2 separate regions of the Sus scrofa genome follow, and region 2 is linked to region 1. Evidence: chromatin contacts called from public HiChIP or PLAC-seq data. All regions are on one chromosome and are shown on one strand. Each heading gives the region's core, a stretch centred on a gene start, on an enhancer-like site or on the middle of the called end of the contact. The rest is flanking DNA. Distances are from core to core; before and after follow the strand shown. Region 1 overlaps LOC110256217 (a long non-coding RNA gene). Region 2 overlaps DAB2IP (disabled homolog 2-interacting protein).

The links. HiChIP or PLAC-seq counts read pairs in DNA pulled down with a chosen protein or histone mark.
Region 2: a contact with region 1 is called in an H3K27ac HiChIP or PLAC-seq map of skeletal muscle. The contact joins two enhancer-like sites. A contact is called at or near these places in 1 of 47 Hi-C or Micro-C datasets (embryonic fibroblasts) and 1 of 2 datasets of contacts at active chromatin or transcription factors (skeletal muscle).

What each region holds. Positions count from the first base shown.
Region 1 is chr1:261,663,246-261,669,946 of Sscrofa11.1, reverse strand. LOC110256217 (a long non-coding RNA gene) reads right to left here. Exons shown (of 3, transcript XR_002337474.1): 2 at 5,686-6,701; 3 at 1,588-5,549. Among named protein-coding and RNA genes, the nearest start is that of DAB2IP, 66 kb to the left of the region's middle. Within about 2 kb of position 5,431, at least 15 of the 83 cell types and tissues checked have an H3K27ac peak or open chromatin away from gene starts, as enhancers often do. A contact at or near this core is called in skeletal muscle, where this site is marked.
Region 2 is chr1:261,819,078-261,825,326 of Sscrofa11.1, reverse strand. The region is part of intron 3 of DAB2IP (disabled homolog 2-interacting protein); the gene reads right to left. Among named protein-coding and RNA genes, the nearest start is that of DAB2IP, 90 kb to the right of the region's middle. Within about 2 kb of position 4,581, at least 31 of the 83 cell types and tissues checked have an H3K27ac peak or open chromatin away from gene starts, as enhancers often do. A contact at or near this core is called in skeletal muscle, where this site is marked.

The DNA.
Region 1 (6,701 bases), core at 4,182-6,681:
CTCTCGTCCCCATCCCTCCATCCCCCCCACCTCTGGCCAATCGCAGGTGGTGAACCTTCTACTCTTGGGGCCAAGAAGAGGAGAATGAGAGCGGCCCTCCTACTTCTCCCTAGAAACTGAGCTTTGCCCTGAGCTGCTGAGGACCCTGGAGAAAGACCTTGGACACCAGAGGTGAGGCAGGCCTGGGTGGGCTGCGGTGGCTCAGGGGCGCTGCTGCCCTCTTGGCTCCCCGCCTTCTTGGCCTCCGCCTCCATGCGCTGATCTCAGCTTTCCAGCCCCCTTCTGTCTGGGCTGAGCTTCTGCTGCTGTCAGGTGAGCTGGCTCCTGGGGGCAGCTTCCAACATCTTTAATACCACCCCTCCCCCTCCATCCCCATGTTGCATGGGTCAGAGGAGCCCTTTCCAGTTTGCGTGGGGTCATTCATTCCACAGACGTCAGCAAAAAGTGAGGCTCAGAAACAGGCTGACAATCCCTCCTGCCCGACACCCATATGAGACGGGGCTACCCCCCCGACCCCCAGGCCTGAGTGGGGAGCAGAGGAGGATGAGGGGTGTTGTTAGAGAGTCCCCTGGTCTGGGGTGGGGACTGCAGGCAGAGGGTGAGACAGGAGGCCCAGTGGGGGCTGGGAACTGGGGGGAGGGGTGGGTGGAGTGTGAACCAGGCAGGGGTGGGAGAGATGGGGACTGAAGGTGTGAGGACGTGGTGGGGGGAGGGGGCTGAGGGGGAGGGAGTCGTGGTTGGTCTTGGTTAGAAGAGGAGGATGAGGAGCCTGCTGAATGAGGCTACAACTGAATGAGGAGGGGAAGCTTGGCAGGAGGGGGCGGGGCGGGGGGTGGGCCGAGCAGGAGGGAGGCAGAGAGACCCAGAGGGAGACAGAGATACTGTGACACTGTCCATCTCCAAGCTGTCAGAGGCCCAGGCTAGGAGAAGAGCCCCAGAAAATGGGGCACAGCCACCCCAGGAAAGATTAAAAGGTCTCGGAGCGGGCACCTTCCTGGGCACCCTGGCTTCCAGGCCATGGAGTTGGCACAGCCACCTGGTCAAGGACAGTCTCACAGGAGAGAAGGGTCTCTACTGTGCCTTTCCTGGGAGGGGGCAGGGGTGGGGTGGGGGCGCACAGATACCAGGTCCTAGGAGGGAAAGCAGGGATAAACAGCCCCACTCCTGAGTCAGACCCTGAACTTGGCAACCTGGGCTTCGGGAGGCCAGACCCCACCCCCCACACCCCCTCCTTCCCTCCAGACCTGTCTGGCTGCCTTCTGGTTCAACCTCACTCTGTGTTCCAGGTCTGCTCCCTCCACTGCCACGGCTCAAAGCTGCGACCTGGAGTTCCCGTCGTGGCGCAGTGGTTAACAAATCCGACTAGGAACCATGAGGTTGCGGGTTCAGTCCCTGCCCTTGCTCAGTGGGTTAACGATCCGGCATTGCTGTGAGCTGTGGTCGGATCCTGCGTTGCTGTGGCTCTGGCGTAGGCCAGTGGCTACAGCTCCGATTCGACCCCTAGCCTGGGAACCTCCATATGCCGTAGGAGCGGCCCAAGAAATAGCAAAAAAAAAAAAAAAAAAAAAAAAAAAAAAAAAAGCTGCGACCTGCCCTCGTTCTCAATGCTTAATGTTCAACCATTAGGAGAGGTGGGGAAGGCCATTTCTCTGAGACTTGGGTCAAGGGAGAGAGAGACCTGGGCAGAGGTGGGGTCGGGGCCGGAGGACAGTCACCCCAGCCATTTCAGGATCTATGGCCCCCAGAGCTGGCTTTTCTGGCACAACCCCCCTCCCCTTGTTCTGAGGCTAATGCTGGGGTACCCCAGGTAGGAGGGTGGGACCCTCACATCCCCACAAGCTCTCTCACGGGCTTTTGCAGGCACAGGCAGCCGAGACAGAACCACCCCCGCAGGCCTCCATCCTACAGGGGAGGTGCTCGTGCCCTCAACACGCGTTCGTGTGCGTGCGCACACAGGCACAGAGACACACTGGGATGTAGGTCACCGGCTGGAGAGCCTGGGGCTGGGCTTGTGAGGACCCAGCCATCCAGGCAGCCACGTCCAGATTGGACAGAAGTACACCCCTCCCTGAGCCTGCCTCTCCCCGCTGCCCGCCTGTGTCAGTCTGACCAGAAGCCTCTCTAGGCTGCGCTTGGTTTTTGCCAGAGTCCCACTGGCAGAGACTGCAGAACCTGACCCCGGCCAGGGCATTTGCTCTGTGGGTGTGGACCCTGGCTGGTGGCAACGTAGAGCCTACAAGAGATAGAGGGGTGTCGCCCCACCATGAGGACCTCCAAGGTGTAGCGCGTGGGATGTCCTAGGACTAGAGGTGGGAGCAATCGAGAGGGTCCAGTCAAGGAGAGAACAGAGCAGCCTCAGCCTGGCTGATCAGGGCTGGCTTCCTGGGGGAGGTGGCCTTGGCGGGGGAGGTGCATGAAGGTTTCAAAAAGCCTAGGAAAGGGAGTGATACTGGCGGGGAAGGCCTCAGACACTCCCATCCTCCACTCTGCAATCGGGGCCTCTCTGGAGGTCACATCTGGAAGGACCATCCCAGACTCTTCAACAGAAAACCCCTGGATGGCCCTGTTGGCCCTTCGGACACAGCAAGTCCAGAATATCAATCCCCTTCCAGCCCAGAATCTGCTCTTCCACCCACATCCCTCTCTCAGTGTGGACACTGGCCTGCCTGCCACGCAGACCAGCAACCAGGTCACCCTGACCTCACCTCACCCCACTCCCTCAGCCTCCACCTGTTCAGTCTGGTGCATAGAGCAGCTCTCAGCCCCAAGGTGAAGACCAGCAAGGAAGACAATGCACTGGATCCACCGGCATGTGGCAGGATAGCAGGAGACCCAGGGTGCCTGGGAGCTCAAAGGAGGTAGTCAGGGAAGGCTTCCTGGAGGAGGTGACACCCAAGCTGAGACCTCAGGATGAACAGGAGTGGCCAGGTTGGGAGAGGAGCAGCGGGGGGAGCTGAGATGGGGAAGTGGTCCAGGCAGGGCGAATAGCAAGTGCAGAGGTGAGAGAAGGGAGGGAGGGGGGCACATCCAAGGCAGAGATTAATGGATCACAATGGAGTGGAGTGGACCAAAGGGCGTGCTGGAGCCAAGGACGGAGGTGTCAGCCAGGGGTCAGATGGTGGATGACCTTGATGCTGTGGCAATGAGTTCAGACTCTCTCCTGCTGCAAGGGGGCACCCTGGGGGACCTTAAGATGCCTGTGAGTGGCCCTTTGGCTGCACATGGAGGATGAGTTTGGGGGACTGGTGGAGACGGGGTCTCCAGGTGGGAGTGAGGCAGCTGCCTAGGCGTCCAAGGTGGGCCATGGCCTCAGAGGGAGGCTGGGAGGTTGGAGAGTCAGGGCAGAGCTCAGGACCACTCAGGACGCAGAATGGACCTTGAATGGTTCTGCTTACTCCTCTCTCAGGGCCTATCTTCCCCTCCTCTAATGAGGGATGGACAGGAAGACCCCCAAGTCCCCTCTCCCTTGGGCCTCCTCACTCTTGGGGTCATTTTCTATTTTCTCCAGTCTGCCCAGGCTTCTGAGGTGTCTCTTGGGGGGAACCCCAGCTGGGAGGGGCATAACTCTAATTTCCAGAGGAAGGAATGGGCTGGCCAGTGAGAACAAAGGACTGGACTCAAGCACCCAGCAATCAGCTCAGGGAGGCCAGCCAGTGAGATGGTGCTGGGCCCCATGAGAAGGGCCCACTGGCCTTCTTGGTATAAGGTGGGGGTTGCGGGGGAGGCACACCAGCAGTCCAGGAGCCTGGGTGTAATTTAGGCCCCATCATCATAGGACTAAGGCTCAGACTAGTGACCTCACCTTCTTGGGCCTCAGTTTCTTCATCTATAAAATGGGGATTCACTTGTGCCAGGAAATACATCAGGTAGTAGGAAAGCTGCCGGGAACCTGGCCCCACTATTAAGCCATTCAGCAAAGATTTGCTACTCGGTCCTGTGGGCAGCCACCCTCCAGACCAATATGAGAAGGAATGATCTAGGAGGCCACTACTGCGGTCCCCACTCCTCTAATGAGGAAGTCGGGGCTCAGAGAGTCACATGCTCCGGATCCCAGTGGGGAGGTGCAGCAGGATGCAAGCCCAGGCCTGGGCATAAGGATGGGGCAAAGTGTCTTTGCTTCCTAAACACCAGGAACTCCTGTGTCAGCTGCTCCCTCCTGCTCCCACCAAAAGCCCCTCTCTTTAGGGGACACTCACTCCTCCCCCGGAGCCCTCTCCAGCTCTGCCTGGCCCATTTCCAGCCACAGGGACTGCCCTGCCCCCATCCCCAGGCCTCACCCCCTGGCCTTGTGCAGCCAGCTGCTCAGGCTTGGGAGCATCAGCGACTTAAGCCCCTCCCTGTCCGGCCTCATTGTTCTTTATTGACTCTTTTTCCTGATTTCGCCTCTTCCCAGAGTCCCATGGGGCAAGAAGTGGGGCTCCACCACTGGTCCACTGGCCCAGCTGGGGAGGTCAGAGGGACCGGCGAGGCCAGTCAGCAGGAAGGATTGTGGACTGGCGGCCAGGATACCCAGGGGAAGCCCAGAGTGGTGGGCAGAAGTCTGGGAGTCCTGGGTTTGAATCATGGGCACCCCACTAGGTGCCCTTCTAAGCCTTGGGCCCTTCTAAGTCTCAATTGTCTCATCTGAGCAGTGGGGCTGTTCCTGCCTCTGGGAGGAGCCAGTGACTCCACGGGGAACACTTAACACAAGGCCGGGCATGTAGTAAGAGCTCAGTAAGTGGGGTCCCCGCTCTGCCTCTCTGGCCCAATTCCCTCACCTGTGAAAGGACCTCGGGTTGAGGGTGTGGCTTCTCCTGTTCCTTCTGTCCCCTGAGGCCCAGCCAGCTGGTCCAGGCAGGGCCCTAGAGCAACATGGAAAGAATCTGGATTTAGCCTCCCTTCCCCCTCCCAGGTAGGCAAGGCTGCTGTCATTAGCTCGGTTTCACAGGCAGAGAAACTGAGGTTTGCTGTTGAGTTAGCCAAGTGGCAGGGCCAGGACGAGGTCACAGGCTCTTGTTCTTGAGAGGTACAGCAGGCTTGAACAGCATCCATCCTCCCTGATCCAGCCACACGGACACACAGCAAAGGGCCTGGGGGCCACTGGTTCAAAGCATGGGCTCTGGGGTGAGGCAAACCGACAGGATTCTCGGCTCTGCCATTCATTCACTGTGTGACTTTGGGTAAGTCACTCAGCCTCTCTGAACTTGTTTCCTCATCTCAAACAGGAGGATGAGAACAGCCGCCTCACCGGGTGGGGGAAAGGGGAAGCCAGATGATGCATGTAAAGCACGTGGCTGGCCACATAGCTGCTGTTTTATGGTTATTTTCCACTTGCAACCAGCGGAGGCAAACCGCTTATGACATCTTCAAATTCCCCCTCTCACGAGGGAAGGGCCAGGGCGTGGTGACATCAGGCCCGCTGACAACTTCCAGCCCAAAATAGCCCTCTCTTTAGACTGACCCTCCTGTTACAGCAGCTTCTGCACTCGCTGTCCCCAGGTGAGCTGACAAGCTCAGCGGTGCCTCCTGCCCCATCGAGTTCGGCCTCTGAACGGTTCCAACAAATGCTCCTAGGGAGACAGAATTTTAGGTGGCAGCTTTGGCACATGGCTGGCTCTCAGAAGGTGCAACCAAACCAAGCCCCTGGGCTCGGTAGCCACCTGGGTTAAATCACTGACCTCGCCGGAAGGTCTCGATGTCACTTACCTTCCTGGAGCCTCAGTTTCCTCATCTGGAAAATGGAGCCATGACAGCAGCCTACCAGGTTTGTTGTGAAGATTCAAGTAGGCAATGAACATGAAGGACCTTGCCCAGGGCCTGGCCTGCAGAAGGGACTCAATAAATACCACTAGTTGTTATACCTGCAGCACCTGGAAGTTTACAAAATCACCTCCATCTGCCTCCCTACAGGGCCCCCAGCTGGAGCCAATGTCCCTTGCTGCTTATCAAGAAACTGAAGGTTCTGAGCTGCCTGTGCCGCTCCCAGAATTTCCAAAGCAACCAGCCCCTTCCAGAGCTTTTATCCTGGCCCAGCTCCCTCGTCTACGAATCATGAACTCCCCCCAACAGGTGTCCAGCCTCCCATGGTTTCATCGCATCGTTCCTCCGAGACCCCAGCCGACCCCTGCAGGCAAGGCAGGGCTGAGTCTGCCCATTTATTGGACAAAGAAGCTGAGTCTGAGTGAGGAGTGGGGATGTGGTCCAGGCCGCTGGATGGCAGAGGGAGCCCGGATGAGGCTCAGGCCGCAGAGAGGGAAAAGGGTGCCAAGTGCTGAGTCGGATTTAGAATCTTAGATGGCCAGAGCTGGAACATTCGGGAGTGTGGAGTGCAGGGGCCTCAGCGGACAGCTAAGGAAATAGAAGCCCAGAGGGGAGAAGGTTGCCCGAGGGCTCAGGGCAAGTTAAGGGCAGGATCTGGCTGGTGCCACTCGCCATGCACTCATTCACTCATTCATTCATCCAGTGAATGTGTATTGAGTCTCTTCTCAGGGCCAGAGGCTGGCAGGACCTGGAGATGTGGCAGCAAATAAGACAGAGCCCCTGCCTTCTAGGATCTCACAGTCTTGAGTGGGAGTCAGGTCAGGGACGGGGGATCCTCTTGTCCCCTTCCTCACAATCGCAGGCACACAGGAAGGAGGTGCTTCTCCGGGCTGGACTTTCCAAGCAGCTCTGAAGGGCACAGTCAGATCTTGTCTGGCCTTCACCCCAATCTATACAGAGGA
Region 2 (6,249 bases), core at 3,332-5,831, 160 kb before region 1:
GGTTACTGTGCAGCCCGAGGCCTGGCTCCTGGGGACCAGATATGCAGGATGGTCCATGCTGCGGCAGCCTGGACTTAGCAGGCAGTGCTGTGACAGGTGCTCTGACCAAGGCACCCACATCACTGCACAGCCCTGGACCAAAGGAGGCGCCGCCCCAGCAGAAACGGGGAGCATAGCTCCAGTAGGTCTGAGAGCCCTGGCTCATGGGGCGACCCTTCCCGAATACACCCAGTCAATCCCAAGGATTTGCTGAAGGAGGCTTTAGAAGCAGAGGAAACGGAGGTTTGGAGAGAGGAGTGGGTGGTCTGGGTCACAAGGTCCAGGAGTAAAAGCTGGGATCCTGAGGGGGATCGCTGTCCGCTGGGCTGCCCAGTATCCATCTCACGCTGGGCCAGGCCCGGGGCTGGGCATCCAGTCAACCCCATGCCCTCATGGAGATGTCCCTCTCACTGGGAGGGAACAAGGAACCAGGCCAGCGAGTCCTGGGCTCCTGTCCTTGTCTGCCCTTGACCTGTCTGTGACCCTGGGCCCACAAGACCTGCTGCTCGGCCCTGAGCAAGCTTCCTGCCTCTCTCAAGGCTGCAGCTTCGGGACCTGCACAGCTACTTTCAAGAGTATGACATAACCCCCAACATGTCAACTCCCCATTAACATAAGGGACTCGTATACTAATAACCACCACAGTCACTTCCCTTCCTCCTCAAGGTAACAGCAGCCATACCTCCTTGCTGCCTGTGGTGACAGGGGCCACAGGCTTGGGGAGAGACTGGAGACGTGAGGAGTCCTGGTCCCGGCCTGTGAACAGGACAGGTACCCCTGGACGTCCTGACCACACCCCACCGCCATGCTTTCCAGTGCAACTGTACAGCCTAATGGAGCTTTCAAAGAACATTGAGGAACACATTTACTTCCCTGCACCCCCATGTGGGGGGGGGCAGGGCATAAGGGCACACTGAAAAGAAACAAAAAACTTTCCATCTAATCCCCCAAGTTATCCTGCAGCCTGAATAATTTCGGGTTTTTAATCAATAGCTGTCAGACTTGTCAAATTACTTTGGGGACCGCAAAGCAGTTTTTAAACATTCATAAACCTCAGTAGAACAGCGAAGTGCCCTGAATTTTAAAAGAAGAGAATCTGAGGAACCCTCACTGAATGAGGTGGGATTCGGGCACATCGAAAGTGAGTTGAGGGCCAAGGGCTCCTCCTGCTTCTGAGGGGGGACAGCTCTCTGCTTCTCTCTGGTCCCCAGGAGAAACCTCCAAGTCAACCCAGGTGCTCCAAGATTGAGGAGAGTGACACCCCTCCGTCTCCTGAGTAAAGCAGCGCCCAGCCCAGGGGCACAGCATCAGCCCCAGTGACACCAGCAGGCTTGGCACTCCCAGACCGCACCCCACGGCTCAGCCCCCCCCCGCAGAGGACTGGAGAGGGGGCTGGTTCAAGGCCCTGGCAGTGCTGTCCCTCCCATGAGCACAGGCTGTACCCATCTCCTCCACACACACGTGTGAGCACGCCCAGGCACCCCCTTGGTCCCACAGATCACACCACCCAGTGTGAGACTGGTTTCTGACTGGTTCCCCCACCCCGACCCGGGACCATAAATACCTCCAACAGCTGCCTCAGGCCCTGGGGACTCAGGACCCAAGTGGGGAAGGATGATGAAATTCAAAAAAAACAGAATGAACTGAAAACCAAGGACTTCCACTCCCCAAGGAAGCAACTTCCCCTCGGGCTTATCTAATTCCTCCCAGCTCTCCACCTCCAAGAAGCCCTCCTAGGTGAAGCTGACCCCTCTAGAGAATGCGCGAGCAGAGGCAGCAGCTTCTTCTCTCTCACCTCCTCCACCCCAGACCTGTGTGTCGTGCCAGGTGGCCTACTGGTGCTGTGAGAGCCATTCATGTTAGGGTGATAGGGTGATCTGAGGGCTGTCCTTCCCCCATCCCTGGGCACTAAGCTTCCTGCCCCAACCAAGGACCAATCACTTGTCAACACAGCCCCAGACCCTGGTGCCATGCTGGTTGGTGACTGGTCTAATGCGGGGAAGCTTCTTCCCTTAAAAACAAGCACATATATAAAATTCTGTGACTCTGGTCAAATTAATTAACCAGCACATCTCAGTTTTCTCATCTATAACATGGGGACAACCCCACCCCTGGTGCTACAGGTGTAACCTGACACACGTTGAGCCCTGGGATCAGCCCTGGCTCTGCCCTTCCTGCCCTGTAGCACTTCTGCTTCCAGGAGGCACCTCAAAGCCCCCACTTCGAAGAGATGGACACATCTGGGAATATACGCTGGCACCCTAGATTCTGGCAGCAATGGTCATATCCTGTCCCGACACCATTTAGACTTAGGGAGACAAGAGGCAAAGACATGGGGGGAAGGGGCACTGTGCCAAGGGAGCAGAGACCTCGGCCTGGGCTCTCCTGCCCCTCAGTTTTCTCACATGACAAATGGGCTGCCCTTACCTCCTCCCAGAGCCTGCTGGAGGTCTGTTATGCTAATAGCCTCCTCCTCTTGGTCTGAGTTAATCAAGTGCCACAGTATACAGTTACTGAGCGCCTCCAGTAATGCCAGTGCTGAGCCTGGGGGCCTTGGGACCAGCTCCCCAGCCCCCCAAAGCCTGGAGCCTGGGAGTCCCAGCAGGGCATCAGAGCTCCGTTTCCCAGATTGCAACTTGCAGGAAATGGCAGGAACAGCTGGCTGCCAACAAGCCACAGGCTCCCAGGCCACCAGCAAAGGCAAAAATTCCTGTCAAAGAAAACCAGGGTGTGGCTGCCAAGCTCCTCCTGCTCCTAGTGACCGCGCTGCATCTAAGTCATCCGTGGCTCTCCAGTCCCAGCCTCACCCACGACAGCCGCACACCTGGGAAATGCACTGGCCAGGCCCTGGCTCCACGTTCAGCGACTCCACACGGCTGCTGCTCCTGCAGCCCAGCAGCCCAACTACAGTTAAGCAAACAGGCTCTGAGACCTTGAAGGGCTTCCCAAGGCCAGAGAATGTGCCAGACTCCCAGAGCCCACCCTCTTTCCCCACCCCAAGCTGGCTGACTCTGGGATAAGCTAGCCCTGTCTGTCATTTGCCACTGGCTCACGAGACTCCAATCAGTCATGGCATACACTTCAAATACAGTTTCCAAGGGGCTCCCCATCCCAGCCACTCAGGTCCTACTCAGCCGCATCTGGATCCAGCGACACTGGGCTGCCCACCTACACTGAGAACACCCCCAGCAGCAAGTCCACCTTACCCATCAAAGACCACCGCCTCCACGACGACTGCCTGGGCAGAACCAACACCTCCCTCCCTTTGCCCCTAGGTTCTCCACTCTGCCCAACCCCCCCACCCCCCGAGGAAGTGGAGGCCCAGAGAGGTCAGCGGCTTTCCCAAGGTCACAGTTCAAGGCACCTGGGCAGGGCCAGAGGCCTGGCATCAGGGCTCCAACTCCAAACTCTCTTCACTACTGTCAACACCTCAGGCTTTCCCCAAACTCGCAGAAATCATGTGATCAAATGCACCAACTTTCAGGTAACCTAGACGAATCAGGGGTCACCAGAACTGTACTGAACTAAGACTGTGTCACCTCCTGTGTGACCCTGGGTAGATCATTTCCCCTTTCTCAAAAACGGTGATGGACACCCAGCTGGTAGGGAGTCTGCACCCCCCAGCAGTGGTCGTGAAGGTGGCCAGGACTAAGGCACATGGTGGGCCCGTCACAACCCCTCCACCAGAGAGAGTGTGGAACAAGCCAAACCCCAACTTCTCAGGAGATGGTACTTCCCCAGCAGAGGCTGCCGCATCTCAGGGGCCTGGCTCCTGACAACTGTTCCAAACATCTAAGCTGGAGCAAAACATACCCAGGCCCAGACACGGCCTCCCAGTCCTCCTGGCCGCCGGCCTGCACACCGGCCAGTCGTGGAACAGGCACAGGCAGGGAGAAGGAGAAGGAGAGAATCCGACTGGGGAGAGACGACAGCCCCCAAACCCCGCGCAGCCCCACCCAGCGCAGCCTGGGCTGGGCGACTCTGACCAAAGGCCAAGCTCCTGGTTTCCCGGTTCTCAGTGCAGCCAAAGGGGCCACCGGGCCTGTTCATGGAAAGGAGCTGCTGACACTGGATTTCCTCTCGTTTTAAAAACTAAAAACAGCAACACTTGCCTATCTCGCTTTTTGGCGGGGTGATCCTAAATGCTTCCACATTCGGGGCAGTGGGAGATGTACACGGAGGAGGGGGCAGAACTCAACGCCGGGGAACAGCCGTGTCCCTGCCAAGGCTGGACACCTGCGAAGACCCCTCCCCGACTGGCCGCTCCCACCCAGCTCATGCAGCTCTCTCTGGAGCCTGGAGGCTGGTCAGGGGCCGAGGCTGGCAGCCTCCCTCCTTCCCTCCTTCCCAGCCTCCCTCATTCCAACCACCGCTCAGACCATCAGGTCACTCACCATCCCTCAGCGCAGCCAACAGGCTCACCAGGCCTGGGAAACTGAGGGCCCAGGCCAGCCACCCCGCTGCCCGCTGTTCCCCACTGGTCCTGGACATACCACCGCAGCTCTGTCCGCTGGGACTAATCATGGCTAGTTAAACAAAGGCTAAGTTCCAACTCTCCGTAATGTGCTTTTAAAGGGCCAGTGTCCCACTTGGGGCTGCTGGGGACTTAAAGGCACAGCTCCCTTTTTCAGTACAGGAAGCAAGACAGCAAAAAACCCCAAATCCCTCAAAAGTTATGATCTGATTAGAGGCCTTGGGCTCCTCAGAAAGAGTTTAGACAAAACGAGCAAAAGTAAAAATCCAAATTGCACCTGAAGAATCCCCCCAAATCCCAAACCAAGAGGCGACATCTCAAGACTGAGAATAGGAAGGGCAGTGCTTAAGCACTCTGTGCCAGGCTCTCAGTGCGTGGTGATGCCCTCTCATTATTCCTCACAGCCCCGCCACGAGACAGGCAATCCCCTGACCCCGACACACAGCAGAGGAAGCTGTGGTGGGCAGAGGCCGCCGACTTAACCAGGATTGCACGAAGTCTGCAGCAAAGCCAGGGCATGGCGACGTGAGTTCGGCCAAAGCTGGGACTCTCTCCCCCACCAGCTCCCTGCGGAGGCCCCATGCACTCCGTGTCCGGCATCTTTCCTTCAGAAGGAAACAGGCGGGCGAGGACGAGGAATCATATGTTGTAGATGCCCAAACACCGGGCTTTCGACCTAGGCCTCCAAACCCTGTGAAGTCAGTTCTACCTCCCCCTTCTTACAGATGAGAAAACTGGAAATCGCGAGGCCAGGAAAAGCAGGGAGAGGGAGGAGAGACGAATGGGCCTGCAGCCCGACACCTAGGCCGCCATCGCTTCCCAAACAGGCTCTGTACTCAGAGGAGAGGCTAGACAAGGGAGCCGTCCCTCCAAGGCGCAGGGCTCAGACAAGCTGGCCGAGGTCCACAGGAATGGAAAAGGCCAAGCTGCAGAGATGGGGGCTCTCCTGGAGACCCTAGACTGGGCAGGGGGTAGGGCCTGCAAGCTGCTAGAACAGGAGTGGCCAGGGGAGAGGAAAGGAGGAGAGACTTGATGGCCTGGGCCTCAGTACCTGGTCTGGCGAAGCCCTCCAAGAAAGGTGGGCCACCTAGGCAGGTGGGCAGGCTGCACGTGCTGCACAGCCATCTCATAGGAAAGGCCGAGGCCAGGCAGGAGCCTCGGGCCTACCTCTGCTGGAGCCTCTGCCAGGTCATTCAAGCATTTACCACCCTCAGTCCGTTTCTTTTCTTTTTGTCTTTTTAGGGCCGCACCTACAGCTTATGGAGGTTCCCAGGCTAGGGGTTGAATTGGAGTTGCTGCTGCCAGCCTAAGCCACAGCCTCAGCAACGCCAGATCCAAGCCAAGTCTGAGACCTACACCAGAGCTCATGGCAACGCTGGATCCTTAACCCACAGAGCACCCGCGTCCTCATGGATACCAGTCAGGTATAACGACCGAGCCACACCGGGAACTCCCCCCCTCAGTCTGTTTCTATGGAGGCTGGCAGTCAAATAAGTTCGAAGCCACAAAGCCTGGTGATCCAGAACATGGGCTCTGAAGCCAGACTGTCCAAATCTAGGGCCGTGCCTTTTGCAACCTTGTGTTCTTGGACAGTTGATTCACCTCTCTGGGAAAGTTTCTTCCTCCGCAATAATAATAGTACTAAGCCTTCAAGGGTTACTGTGAGGAGGTAACGAGTTACAGCCCAAAGCCTGGCTCCCATGAGCACTTAATAAAGACCAGCCTGCTGAGCCAGG